2 separate regions of the Zea mays genome follow, and region 1 is linked to region 2. The links are chromatin contacts, called in public Hi-C maps. All regions are on one chromosome and are shown on one strand. Each heading gives the region's core, a stretch centred on a gene start, on an enhancer-like site or on the middle of the called end of the contact. The rest is flanking DNA. Distances are from core to core; before and after follow the strand shown.

Region 1 (6,093 bases), core at 126-2,625, 1.0 Mb before region 2:
AAAAGTGTAGTTTTGTAATCGACTAGTTACTTAACCTTATATTTTTTAATTAAAAACTAGCATATAGCTCATGCTAACACTATGAACCGGATGATCGAGAGAGGGATCAACGGTGGTGTCACAAAAAGAGAGGTTGACGACGACAACGACGTGAGTGGGAGGGTCGGCGGGGAGGTAGAAGAAGAGGGATGAAATATGAGTATTGTATTTAAATAATGTTGTTCATTAAATTTGAGGGAGTGATGAAGAGGGGTTATCTGGCTATCTGAATCGTTGTTTTTTATTGTGTGTTTAAGTCTAAGTATATTTTGTTTGGTGGATTTAGTGAAAGTTATGAGTGTACGAGGGATTTGGCTGGGTGGGATTAAAAAGGATTATATAATGCTATAGGTAAATACTTTCAAAAGAAACAAATGTGTCAGTTCTTTTTTAAAAAAAGAGTGACAAATATGGTGACCGCAACAGGTAGCACTCAATGCTTAAGCGGAACCTAATAATCCCTGTGATGGAGAATTTTGCCGGCCGAATCTCCATGATTTCTGCAACGGCCTGTAGGAGCTTGCCGGAGTGCAGGAACAGCGAATTAGAAAATGGCCGCCGCGCCAACTCCACTCCACACCCCTCTAGGGAACCTAGAGGTAGTGGATAAGCTGTAGCACCTTCTAGAAAGTCTTTTATTCTACTACTATTTTGCTTTTGCATTGCTTTTATCGGCATGATAATGGCGCATTAGCATCACATCGAGCATCATTAGCTGTGGCCAGGGGGCGTGAATGAAGAAGGTTTTGGATAGGGCAAGCTTTTTATTTAATCGAGACATGTGTCGGTATGTCCAAGGCGTAAAGAAGTCACAGTAACGCCACCAATTCGTTCGTTTGGATAGAAAGGCGGTGTCGCCGACTGGGCGTCTAGCACTCTAGCTGACGATCCTACTAGCACATTGCAATCGGCCGGCTCCTCCTGAGTCGCAAAATCAGCGAAATGTTAGTAGGAGGCAAAACTTCAATTGCAGTGATTCAATGTTAGTTTACAGATGACTGATAGCTAGACTGTTCTTTACATTTAAAATATCGATGATTATATTATAAAGTTGTAGCGTGCAAAAGTTTAGCAAATACGTAGACTTGAATTAAAGTTTCTCCTCTTCTTTTGAACCGCAATAGCCTTGGATTAAAGATCTATCCTCTTCTTCCGGGTCCGTATTTAAAACACTCGAATCCTAATCGCTAAGGGCCTAAGGCTGACAAAACCGGCAAAACCGAAACTAGTTAACGGCCAAAACTCCGGCAACACGGTAGATAGAAGATTCCTGAGGAGGGGCGGTTTCGGCATTTTGAAAGCCAGCCGCCTTCCTATAATTAGCGAGGGTCCCAGATTCTCTCTCTTCACGCACACGCAGCAGCAGACGGGACGCAACCCAAGTAGTACGCAAGCCGAACAGATTTTCCCCATTTCCCTGCTCTCCTCGCCCTCCCCACGAAATTCCCTGCTTGATCACGCCGATTTCAGCTGTTTGCAACACTTCCTCTTGTTCGATTTTTATTAACTCGTCGACTCCACCTCACCGAGGTCAAATCTTTGGCATCGGATTCTGTTCTGTGCTGCCTTTTGGTTTCGGCGCCGAATTCAGTTCCGATTCCGAACAGTTAGCAGCTTTAAGCGGCTTTCAGTTCGAGCGCGTCGGAGGCATCCCTGATTCCGGCGATGTCGTTGCCCGCGATTTCCATGTACACCAGTCCGCCGGGCGCGGTCTACTCTTCGGAGTTCGACCCAGCCTCCCGTGGCTCGTCGCCTTGCACCACCGCTGCGCCCCCGCCGCCGGCCGCCTCGTACCGCTTGCCCTCCGGCGGCGGCGGCCTGTCTTGCCTCTTCTCCTCGCCGGCAGCTGCGGCCGCGCCGCCCCGCGCCCCGGCTCACGACGACCTCGGTGCGCTGTGGCACAACAGATCCGACGACCTGAGCGTCCCCGCCGACGGGGGCGGGTACTCCTACTCGCACTCCCACTCGTCTTCGCAGCTAAAGCGGAGGGACCTGCATCACCACCACCACAGCCCCGTGTCGGTGTTCCAGGGGCCGTCCACCTCTTCACCATCCCGGAGCCCACCGGCTTCTTGGCTCGCCGCCCGCGACCGCGACCGCCTCTTCGCTGGCTTCGTGCGCAACGCTCTCGGTTCCTGCGTTGACTACGCGCCGCCCACCAGCCCTCGCCCGGAGGTCGGCGCCAGCGAGCTCGCGTTCGAGCTCGACGAGAACCTCGCGGAGGCTAGCCCTGCCTGCGAGCCATACGCCCAAGAGCTGCTCGCGAGTGCCCAGGATCGCCACCGCATCTTCCACGAGGAGCTGGTCGTGAAGGCCTTCTTGGAGGCCGAGAAGGCTCACCGTGGCCAGGTAAACCACAAAATTCCAACCTCCATCTGAGTGCCTGAATTGTCCGATCCTGATAGTTACTGAATCTTGTCTCTGCTTTTGTTGTGCGAATAGACGCGCGCGAGTGGTGACCCCTACTTGCAACATTGTGTGGAGACTGCTGTGCTACTTGCCAAGGTCGGCGCAAATGCAACGGTTGTCTCTGCTGGGCTTCTGCATGACACCATTGATGATTCATTCATTGACTATGACCACATCTTCCATATGTTTGGTGCTGGGGTTGCCGATCTCGTCGAAGGGGTATGTGTTCCTTTTCCCTTGGAACTTGATAATTTGTTGCGATTGGAAAGCATCGTTATTTCCTCTGTGTATCAACAAGTTGTTGGCTAGATCAGTTGCAATTATTTGGTCCAATTATGATGATATACCTCCTGCAACTTTAAGTCAATGATCTAGTGCTGCTGTCATTTTATCTTATAAGCACCTAAACAAAAATTACCCATTTGGATTAACCCAATGTGCGACTTTTGTGGATCAACCCATTGTGTCATATTTGAGTTAATTAGCTGACAATTGCAGCACACTATTTAGTCTGTCTCTTAAAACTATAAGTTACTTTATCTTTCTTGCAGAGTCATAACATCTCAAGTTTGACTTAAATTATAGATGGAATTATAAAATTTTATAACACAAAATAAGTACACTTTAAAAATATAATTGATTAAAAATCTAATCATACTTGTTTGTCATCACAAATATTATTAATTTATTATGTAAATTTTGTCAAACATGATATGCTTTTAGTCCCCCAAAAAGATAGAATGACTTATAATTTGGTGCAGATGGGGTAGTTCTTTATTTCTTTCCACAACCACAACCTGCAATATATTATGTCAATTTGTTATCGGCTGCCTGCATTCTTCGGTTTGACATGTCTATTTTGGAAATTCCCTTTTAGGGCTAGTTTGAGAACCCCATTTTTCCAAGGGATTTCTATTTCCCATGGGAAATTAGTTCATTTTCCTTTGGGAAAATGAAAATCCCTTGGTAAAATGTGGTTCCCAAACTAGCCTTTATGTGGTGTTACCCATCCTGGTTCTAACGTTGCTCCGTTCTGTTGCCAGCTCCATTGTCCTTAAGGTTTTTTGTCTGATCTGTTCAGGTATCCAAGTTGAGCCACCTCAGCAAACTTGCTCGTGACAACAACACGGCAAGCAGGACAGTTGAAGCAGATCGCTTGCATACGATGCTCCTCGCAATGGCGGATGCACGCGCTGTTCTAATAAAGCTTGCGGATCGGCTGCATAACATGGAGACCTTAAAAGCTTTGCCTTGTGCCAAACAAGAAAGATTCGCCAAGGAAACAATGGAGATTTTCGTGCCTCTAGCTAACCGGCTAGGGGTTGCTAGCTGGAAAGACCAGCTGGAGAATCTCTGTTTCAAGTATCTGAATCCGGAAGAGCACGAGGAGTTGTCGTCCAAACTTAGGGAATCCTTCGACGAAGAACTGATCACATCTGCCGTGGATAAACTGGATAAAGGCCTGAGGGATGCTGGTGTCTCGTACCACAGTCTTTCTGGGAGGCACAAGAGCCTATACAGCATCCATTGCAAGATGCTAAAGTACGTCATAATCATCCCTTTTTTTGCAGTGGTTAGTAGTAAAGCATTCTCTCATGCATCAATTTGTTAAAAACTTATCAGGAAGAACTTGACGATGGAAGAGATCCACGATATACACGGGCTGCGTCTTTTGGTTGAGAGCGAAGAAGATTGCTACGAAGCCCTTTGCGTCGTCCACAGACTGTGGCCTCGAGTCACCGGTCGATTCAAGGATTACATATCACGTCCGAAACTAAATGGGTAATAAGCAAAGCCGCAAGCCAGTAGAGACCCATCCACCTCTCCTGCTGCAATGCAAGACCTTTACTTGCTTGCTTTGCTGTAGGTATCGGTCGCTGCACACTGTCGTCATGAGCGAAGGCGTCCACCCGTTCGAGGTCCAGATCCGCACGAGGGAGATGCATCTGCAGGCCGAGTACGGGTTCGCGGCGCACTGGAGGTACAAGGAGGGCACCTGCAGGCACTCGTTCGTGCTCCGGATGGTGGAGTGGGCAAGGTGGGTGCTCACATGGCAGTGCGAGGCGATGGACAGAGAACGGACTGCCTCCCTTGGCAGTGATGACGGTACTGTGAGCGTGAGGCCACCACCAGCATGCCCGTTCCCCCAGCATGCAGAGGACTGCCCATACTCGTACACCCGCCAATGCAACCATGATGGACCGCTGTTCGTCATCCTCTTGGAGCATGGCAAGGTCAGCCCAGTTCTGGACTGCCCTTACGCATGTTTATTGTTCGATTCAGTGATCTGATAGAGATTGTTTGTGGCGTGATTTCAGATGTCTGTCCAAGAATTCCCGGCGAACTTGACGGTGATGGATCTCATGGACCGCGTGGGCGCCAACAGCTCGAGATGGAGCCCCTACAGCATTCCGATGAAGGAGGACCTGCGGCCGAGGGTGAACGGCGAGCCCATATGCGACCCAGACCGGAGGCTCAACATGGGGGACGTGGTGGAGCTGACGCCGGCCCTGCCTCGAAAGTCCCTCAGCGGGTACCGGGAAGAGATCCAGCGCATGTACGATCGCGGCGGCTTCGCGCTCTCAGCCCGGGGCGGCGGCGGCGGCGGCGGCGGCGCCAGACGCTGCTGAGAGACAGTAGCAAGACGACGATGCGTAGCCCTTTTTTTTTCTAGTACCATTGTACCATTCAATTCGTTGTAAATACGTAGTATAGCAGGTAGGTAGGCCTTGCAGCCGGGGTGGGTGGGTTCTGAAATCTGTTGCACCCTGTCCTGAACCCCATGCAGTGTGTAAAAAGTAGAACGCTGTGTATGTAAGCTGTTCAAGTTCGTCTCAGCTTCTATCTCAGGCCCTGTTTGAATTACAAGGACTAATTATTAGCCACTAAAGTTTAGTTCATTTTAGTTTAGTTCATTTGTCGCCAACCAGGCCGACTAATAGAGAGACTGAACTTTAGCTTTCTCTTGGATAACAATTAGTCCATTAGTCCACAAATATGAGCTAATCAGGACTAAACACACAAACAACCTATTAGTCCATAGTATCTAAACGCCTAGTGACTAATAGCAATGGGCTAAACATTAGCCGGACTAAACTTCAGTACAACTAAACTGTAGCTCTAACGAATCCAAACAGTTGTTTGACCTAAATCTATATAAAATTATTTTTTAACAGAGGAAGTAATTCCATTCCAGAAAGGCAAAGTACGGAACACGGGATTACGGGAATACTACTCCCTCCGTTCCAGTATATAAGGCGTAACCACCTCTGGTTCAAAGACCAAGAAATGCATTTAATTGTTTCTATACCACTGCATCGATATATTTATGCATAGAGAGAGCACGCCTTATATTGTGAAATAAGAATAAAAAGTGGTTACGCCTTATATCCTGAGACGGAGGGAGTAGTTTGCAAGCACGGCGCACGGCGCGTGGCGCGGCCGTTGCCCTCCCGGGCTCGGGGACTCGCCCCTCCGCTAGGACACGCGTTGCGCGCACTCCAGGAGCAGCCGCGCCCGGCGGCACCACGTGGCCAGGGGACCAGGCGCGAGGTGGCGGCTGCAGACTGGCGCCTGGCGGGGCCGATCAGGACGACAGGAACCGTTGCCCGTGCCGTTTCTTCTCGTTTGCGCAGCAACTCAAGA
Region 2 (5,555 bases), core at 1,470-3,969:
ACAATCGAATCATCAATCAAAGGAATAGACAGTAGTATAGAATTCCCTCTCTAATCTTCACCTCTCTCCGGCTCTACGTTGTTTAGATGCGTCTTGGGTGACCTACCGATCTCAAGACAAACCCTAGGATCTCTTCTCGCCGACGGGGTCCCTCCCAGGAGCGAGATCCAGGTGTTGTTCGGCGAATTCCGTCGCCTCTATGCACGTGCGGGCCATCTGGCCACCAGGCGCGGACCATCCGGCTCGTCAGACAGAAACTCTAGCCTCTACACCAGGTCACGGACCGTCCGCTTCTCCGCAGAGAGCACCGCCGCCGGTACTCATCACAGTGATTGGCGCCCAGACCGGCACCAACACCCGGGCATTGTCCTGGACCCTGGAGCGTACCTTTTGACACCTGAGCCTCCGAGGTTGTGCAATCGCAAATGGCATATATCCAATCCAATCAAATAAATAGTGTAGAAACCGCGGTCGCTGCCATCCTTGAGACATGAATTCAGAATAAGTGTTGATTTGGTGAGAAGGGGGGGGGGGGGGGGGGTCAACGGGGGATTGATCAAGCAAAATGACATATTTTTATTACTAATAAACAAGGTCCCAAAAGGCATTCTTTCCGGATGACTCAGTACAGCACTACATATCTGCCTGACATCGACATCACCGTCGGCCGGCCGAACCTACCGCACCCGCGACCCAGAACAAACAGAACCCAACGCCTCTGAGCTATTAACCAATGCCGCCTATGGAAAAGCAATTGCGAGAAGCATCAGAGGAGCCCCCCCCCCCCCCCCCCCCCCCCCCCCCCTCCTCCCCCTCTGCACTGCATTCCCCCCTGAACGCAACGGTGGTCCCTGACCGGTACCTCTCGCCCGCCGCCACAAGGCTCCCACTGCAGCACCACGCCAAGGAGAAAAAAAAAAGGTAACCGGCGAGCAGCGCGTGAGGCCCGCGCCACGCACGAATCCGAATTGCACGAGAAGTCACAAGTCCCACGCACGGGCACACACTCACACGACGCGGCCGTCAAGTTTCTAGGGGCGAGTGTGGCGCCTAGTACAATGCCACACAGGCTCTTCTTTCTTACTTTCCGTCTAGGCGCGAGTAGTACGCATTTCTTTCTTTCTTTCCGTCTGGAGTTGTTTCTCTTTTGCCTTTCATCACTAGCAAGATAAGACTAGAGTATAGACAGGCTCTTTAATCGGATTCGATCCCAAGACGAGAAGAATGAGATGCCGTCGGCACCACACCCCGCGCCCCTATGCCATGGTCCCTTTGCCCCCCTTTACAACTCAGCGCGTCCCCAGATAACACCGCAAATCGTTGGACAGCGTTGTGCTGCGGCCTCCGCACTGCCTACATGTGGTAAGGGACCCAAGGCGTTTCCACTAATCAGTACTCCTACTAGCGTTTGTTAAGTGCGGGAGGTTTGGTGAGACGGGAACGGGCACCAAGTCACGGCCATGCCAAATTTAGTGGCCACGAACCCACATGAATACAACAAAACTGTGAGTGCGAGTCGGGTCGTCGCGTCGCCTGCTGCCGGGGGCAGTACGCAGTAGGTGGCGCGGCCGTGCATTATACTATACGCCGGTGGGCGGTGGCCATGTGGTCTGGGTCAAAACGAGCTGGTCGCTTGCTGCGCCGCTGATCGATTGACAACGTCGTGTCTACTTCTACTCCACGCCGCGAATTAAATGTGGGACGAAATAGAGAGACAGAGAGAGAGAGGGAGAGATGCGCCGGCCGGTATACTGCCTGCCACCACCGAGAAACGACGTAGCAGCACAAAGGGAGAAGCTTCCCTGCGCTGCGCATACCCCATCACTGGAAGGAAGCTTAAAGGCGAAGGCATGCGACGACGCCCGTCGCTTGCAGATTCGGGGGTGTCGTGCGGGGTGTGTGTGTGGTGAAGCTAAAGCGATATGAGTGCAGGTAACCGACCCTCGTGGCAAAAAAAACAAAATAAAAAACAAAACAGAGTGGGGGTAATAAGGCTGCTAGGTTTTATAGGATGGGAACGGAAGAACGCGTTCAAAAACCATGATCCAGCGACGGATGATGGATTGGATTTGTGTACTAGTAGGAGGAGATGGAGGGTTTAATTTCGCGTACTGCTAAAACAGTGCTTCCTTCCTGTAAAGCGCAGGGAGGGGGGCCATTCGTACGTGGCCATGGACAGCACTAAATAAGGTCCATCTACGTCGATGATTAGCCTCGGCGCGCAATCCTCACCACCTATTTCAGCGCAAAGATCCAAACGAAAGTGCCCTGTAAAGTGGCCCCCATCAACAGCACACACTAGCCAGATCCACCAACAAGGGCAGGGGCCATCATAAACACTCAAACGCGTAGGGATACAACTGTACACATCCGAAAGGGAAGGGAACAGAAGCTCATATATAATTTGGCCCTAGTCCTCTGCCGAAAATGATGTAATTGGCCTGGCCTTAAAAGACGACACCATGATTTTTAAGAGCCCCCCACGCCCACGTTCCGGCTGGGCAGAGCTGACAGGATGGGCGGGGCGGGGCCCCGAGTTCCGCAGCGCAGTTGTTTCGATGCGTCCGTGCCCGTTCATGGATCAGCCGATCCCGAGACTGACGACGACGAGGACCACGGCGACTGCCGGCCACCACTCCACACGTCAGCAGTCAGCACCGCGCCGTGGCACCCGGCACTGAGCTGTGGAGCATATCACCACCTGCCCGCGTGCCGCGCAAGGCCGTGACAGCTCGCAGCGACGACCGCTGCCGCCACCGCTACCGTATTCGTCTCTATCCCGGCCGGTCTACCCTGCCTGCCTACCTGCCTACCTCTTAGCCTGCCGTGTTTTTAAGAGCCTAGCCGGACGGACCCGACCCGACACGGACGCGTCGCTTCCCTTGACGATCTCGACCGGGGCGGGGCGGCGGCTCCGAGCAGGTCTCCGGCTGGAAACAGCCAAGCATGCTCCGGCCGGTTTGACTCCGGCGGCACCGACACCACCATCACTCCCTGTACCGGCTGTACCCCACGTCCCACGGCACTCCGGCCTTCACGCACGCTGGCGCGCTGCTACAATCTCGAGTGGCATCGTCATGGCAACAGTAATTCTCCGAAGCTGTTCAGACTGCATGACCAAATATAGCACAATCTCGAGTGGCATCGTTCCTGGAAGGAGGAGCTAAGGCAAGCAGTGGCGGGGAGCACCGGACGCGACAACGGCGTGTCCAAAGTAAAAAGCGACGCGGGTTACCATCACCTTTGCCCTCGCGCGACGGGCCAAAACAGAAAATCGTCACCCTCCCAAAAAAAAAGCTACGCGACGTGTCGCAACCAGCAACGCCCAACTAACCTCGCCCAAGCAATGAAATCGATCAAGTGCGTGCCACGGAACGGACGGGGAAAAAAAACGCGCCGAAACCAAATCGCAATCCACATCACACACAGATGGGGAAAGGGATCGATCGGGGGATGCACGTACGTACCGTCTTCTCGTACCACCTCCGGACGAGGAAGAGGAAGTAGCCGTGCGCGAGCAGGAGCGCGTACACGATGCCGAGGAGGTGGTGCGAGTACCAGAAGGCGTTGAAGCCGGTGAGCCGGTTCAGTGGCGCCGGGAGCCGCGACGTGCCGGCGGCCGCGCCCGCGCCCTTGGGCTCCCCCTTGCGGAACGGGTGCGTGGCCAGCGTGAAGGAGACGGTCATCAGCACCACCATGGCCACGCCCGTCACGCCCTCCGTGCCCGACAGGAGCCCCGCGTACGTCGGCTTGTCCGCGCCGAACGCGCCCGCGACGAGCGCGTACTCCTCCGGGCTCGCCGCGATCACCCGCGGGAAGTCGCACGCCAGGTGGTTCCCCGCGTGCAGCGTGATCCCCACCACGATCGCCGTCGCGATCATCTGAATCAGAGGAAATGAAATAAAAGCATATTTAGTTGATCAAGTTTCTTGGAAAATTTTCACAGCTGCTGCAATTACGGCAGTGAAAGTGGACGCAAACGCACGTCATTGTCTTTGCTTCGGTCACGACGAGTCGTTACCGTGACTGACAGTGCCCTCCACGGTTACTTTCCAGAGAACAACCCGGCACCGCTGCTGGGGACCCAGCAGCGACTGGGACACTTGTGGCCCGCCTGCAGAGACAATTCTCGGTCCGTGCCAACTTTCACCGACCGGGAAGCGGCTCTGACTTTTGACTGGACCCTTACTACTGCGCTGGGCTTTGGCAGCACGCACACGCACTTGTCCCAACCGTGGGCAAGGGATCTTCTGTGCCGTACGGCCCCACTTACCGCCGGGACAGAATCATTAGACCGCGTGTCCGCGCCGCTGCCCGCAGTGCAGTACGGAACATGTGATGGAGACTTGGCCTACCGCCTGCGTATCTGGGGAACCCACCGTAGATGAGTACGCTGCACATGTAGTAGTAGTATGGGTGTATAGTAAGCCCAAAGTCTCAAGCTACCACATGGGTCCGGAGCAGCCTTCGGCCGGCAGCGGCCCTTCCACACGGGATCCGGGACCCCCCCTACGTGGGCGGCCAATCATTGGACGCCACGTTCCCGCCGCGTACGACACGGCCTCCGCGCCTCGTCTCCGACGGCGACGGCCGAACTAACCACCGACCCATCGGCCGCCGGAATATTTACCGCAAGTGACTACCCGTGAGTCGTCGTCGACCGCTTGGATGTTACTTACCATCATGGGCGACGAATCTACCGTGGGTAGGTGGCTCGCCACGTCGGACGCGACGATATTTGCGGAAGCGGCTGGCGGTGGGGAGCTTGCACGGACATCATGGAGTACACAGTACAGTAGTAGAGTCCGCTCGTAATTTACCTTGTGGAAGGTGATGTTGTCGTCGAAGGGGACGAAGAAGCGGGCCCAGGAGGAGCGGAGCCACGTGAGCGTGTTGCGGCAGACGGGGAGCAGCACGAGCGCCATGTTGAGCTTGAGCGTCTCCGCGGCGCCCTTGGCCGTGGGGAGGCAGTACCCCATCACCTGGAACGCCGCCATGCGCCGGTACTGGACGAACTTCCACACGAACAGCGCCGCCATGGCCGCGAACCACAACGCCAGCACCCAGGCGCGGCGCCAGTTCTCCTCCGCCGCCACGCGCACCCGCGCCGCCGCCTTCCGCACGCCCCAGCTCCGGCGACGCTCGCGCGGAGGCCCCGGGTGGTCGCCGTCCACGCCGCAGCCGCCGTCTCCTCCTCCCCCTGTTATCGTCAGCGCGCCGCCGACGCCGAGGTTCTGGCTCCACTGGGCCCCGCTGGCCGTGCTCAGCGGGCGGCTGTAGTTCATGTAGGTGTCGCGCTGGAGCAGCAGCGCTTCGAGCTGCCACAGCTGGCAAGACAGGGAAGAGGCAGCACACGTGTCAGTCCGGCGGCAGCACGCGTACGTACCCCCCCAAATTTCCCCTGGTCAAAAAGACAGTAGCCCGTAGGGCATACGGCCCGCGCGCGTACGTACCTCAATGTAGCCAAGCTTCTCCGGGTCGAGCTCCTCCATGATGAGCGACGCGTACTCCTCCGCCTGCTCCTTGAGCTTTGCCAGCTTGTTGGCCGACGCGCT

Evidence for each region. A called contact is a pair of places that touch in the nucleus more often than the background predicts.
Region 1: a contact with region 2 is called in a Hi-C map of bundle sheath, with 3 times the contacts expected there. The contact joins the promoter of LOC103632825 here to the enhancer-like site in region 2. A contact is called at or near these places in 2 of 25 Hi-C or Micro-C datasets (bundle sheath and ear).

What each region holds. Positions count from the first base shown.
Region 1 is chr7:127,371,599-127,377,691 of Zm-B73-REFERENCE-NAM-5.0, reverse strand. It overlaps LOC103632825 (probable GTP diphosphokinase RSH3, chloroplastic), which reads left to right and starts at 1,375. Exons shown (of 6, transcript XM_008654556.4): 1 at 1,375-2,388; 2 at 2,482-2,667; 3 at 3,530-3,990; 4 at 4,072-4,230; 5 at 4,316-4,682; 6 at 4,767-5,358. The coding sequence starts at 1,705. The coding sequence ends at 5,078.
Region 2 is chr7:126,373,840-126,379,394 of Zm-B73-REFERENCE-NAM-5.0, reverse strand. It overlaps LOC100502415, which reads right to left. Exons shown (of 14, transcript NM_001365550.1): 4 at 5,454-5,555; 5 at 4,821-5,327; 6 at 3,468-3,881. Among protein-coding and RNA genes, the nearest start is that of LOC100502415, 4.6 kb to the right of the region's middle. Within about 2 kb of position 2,719, at least 18 of the 20 cell types and tissues checked have an H3K27ac peak or open chromatin away from gene starts, as enhancers often do. A contact at or near this core is called in bundle sheath and ear, where this site is marked.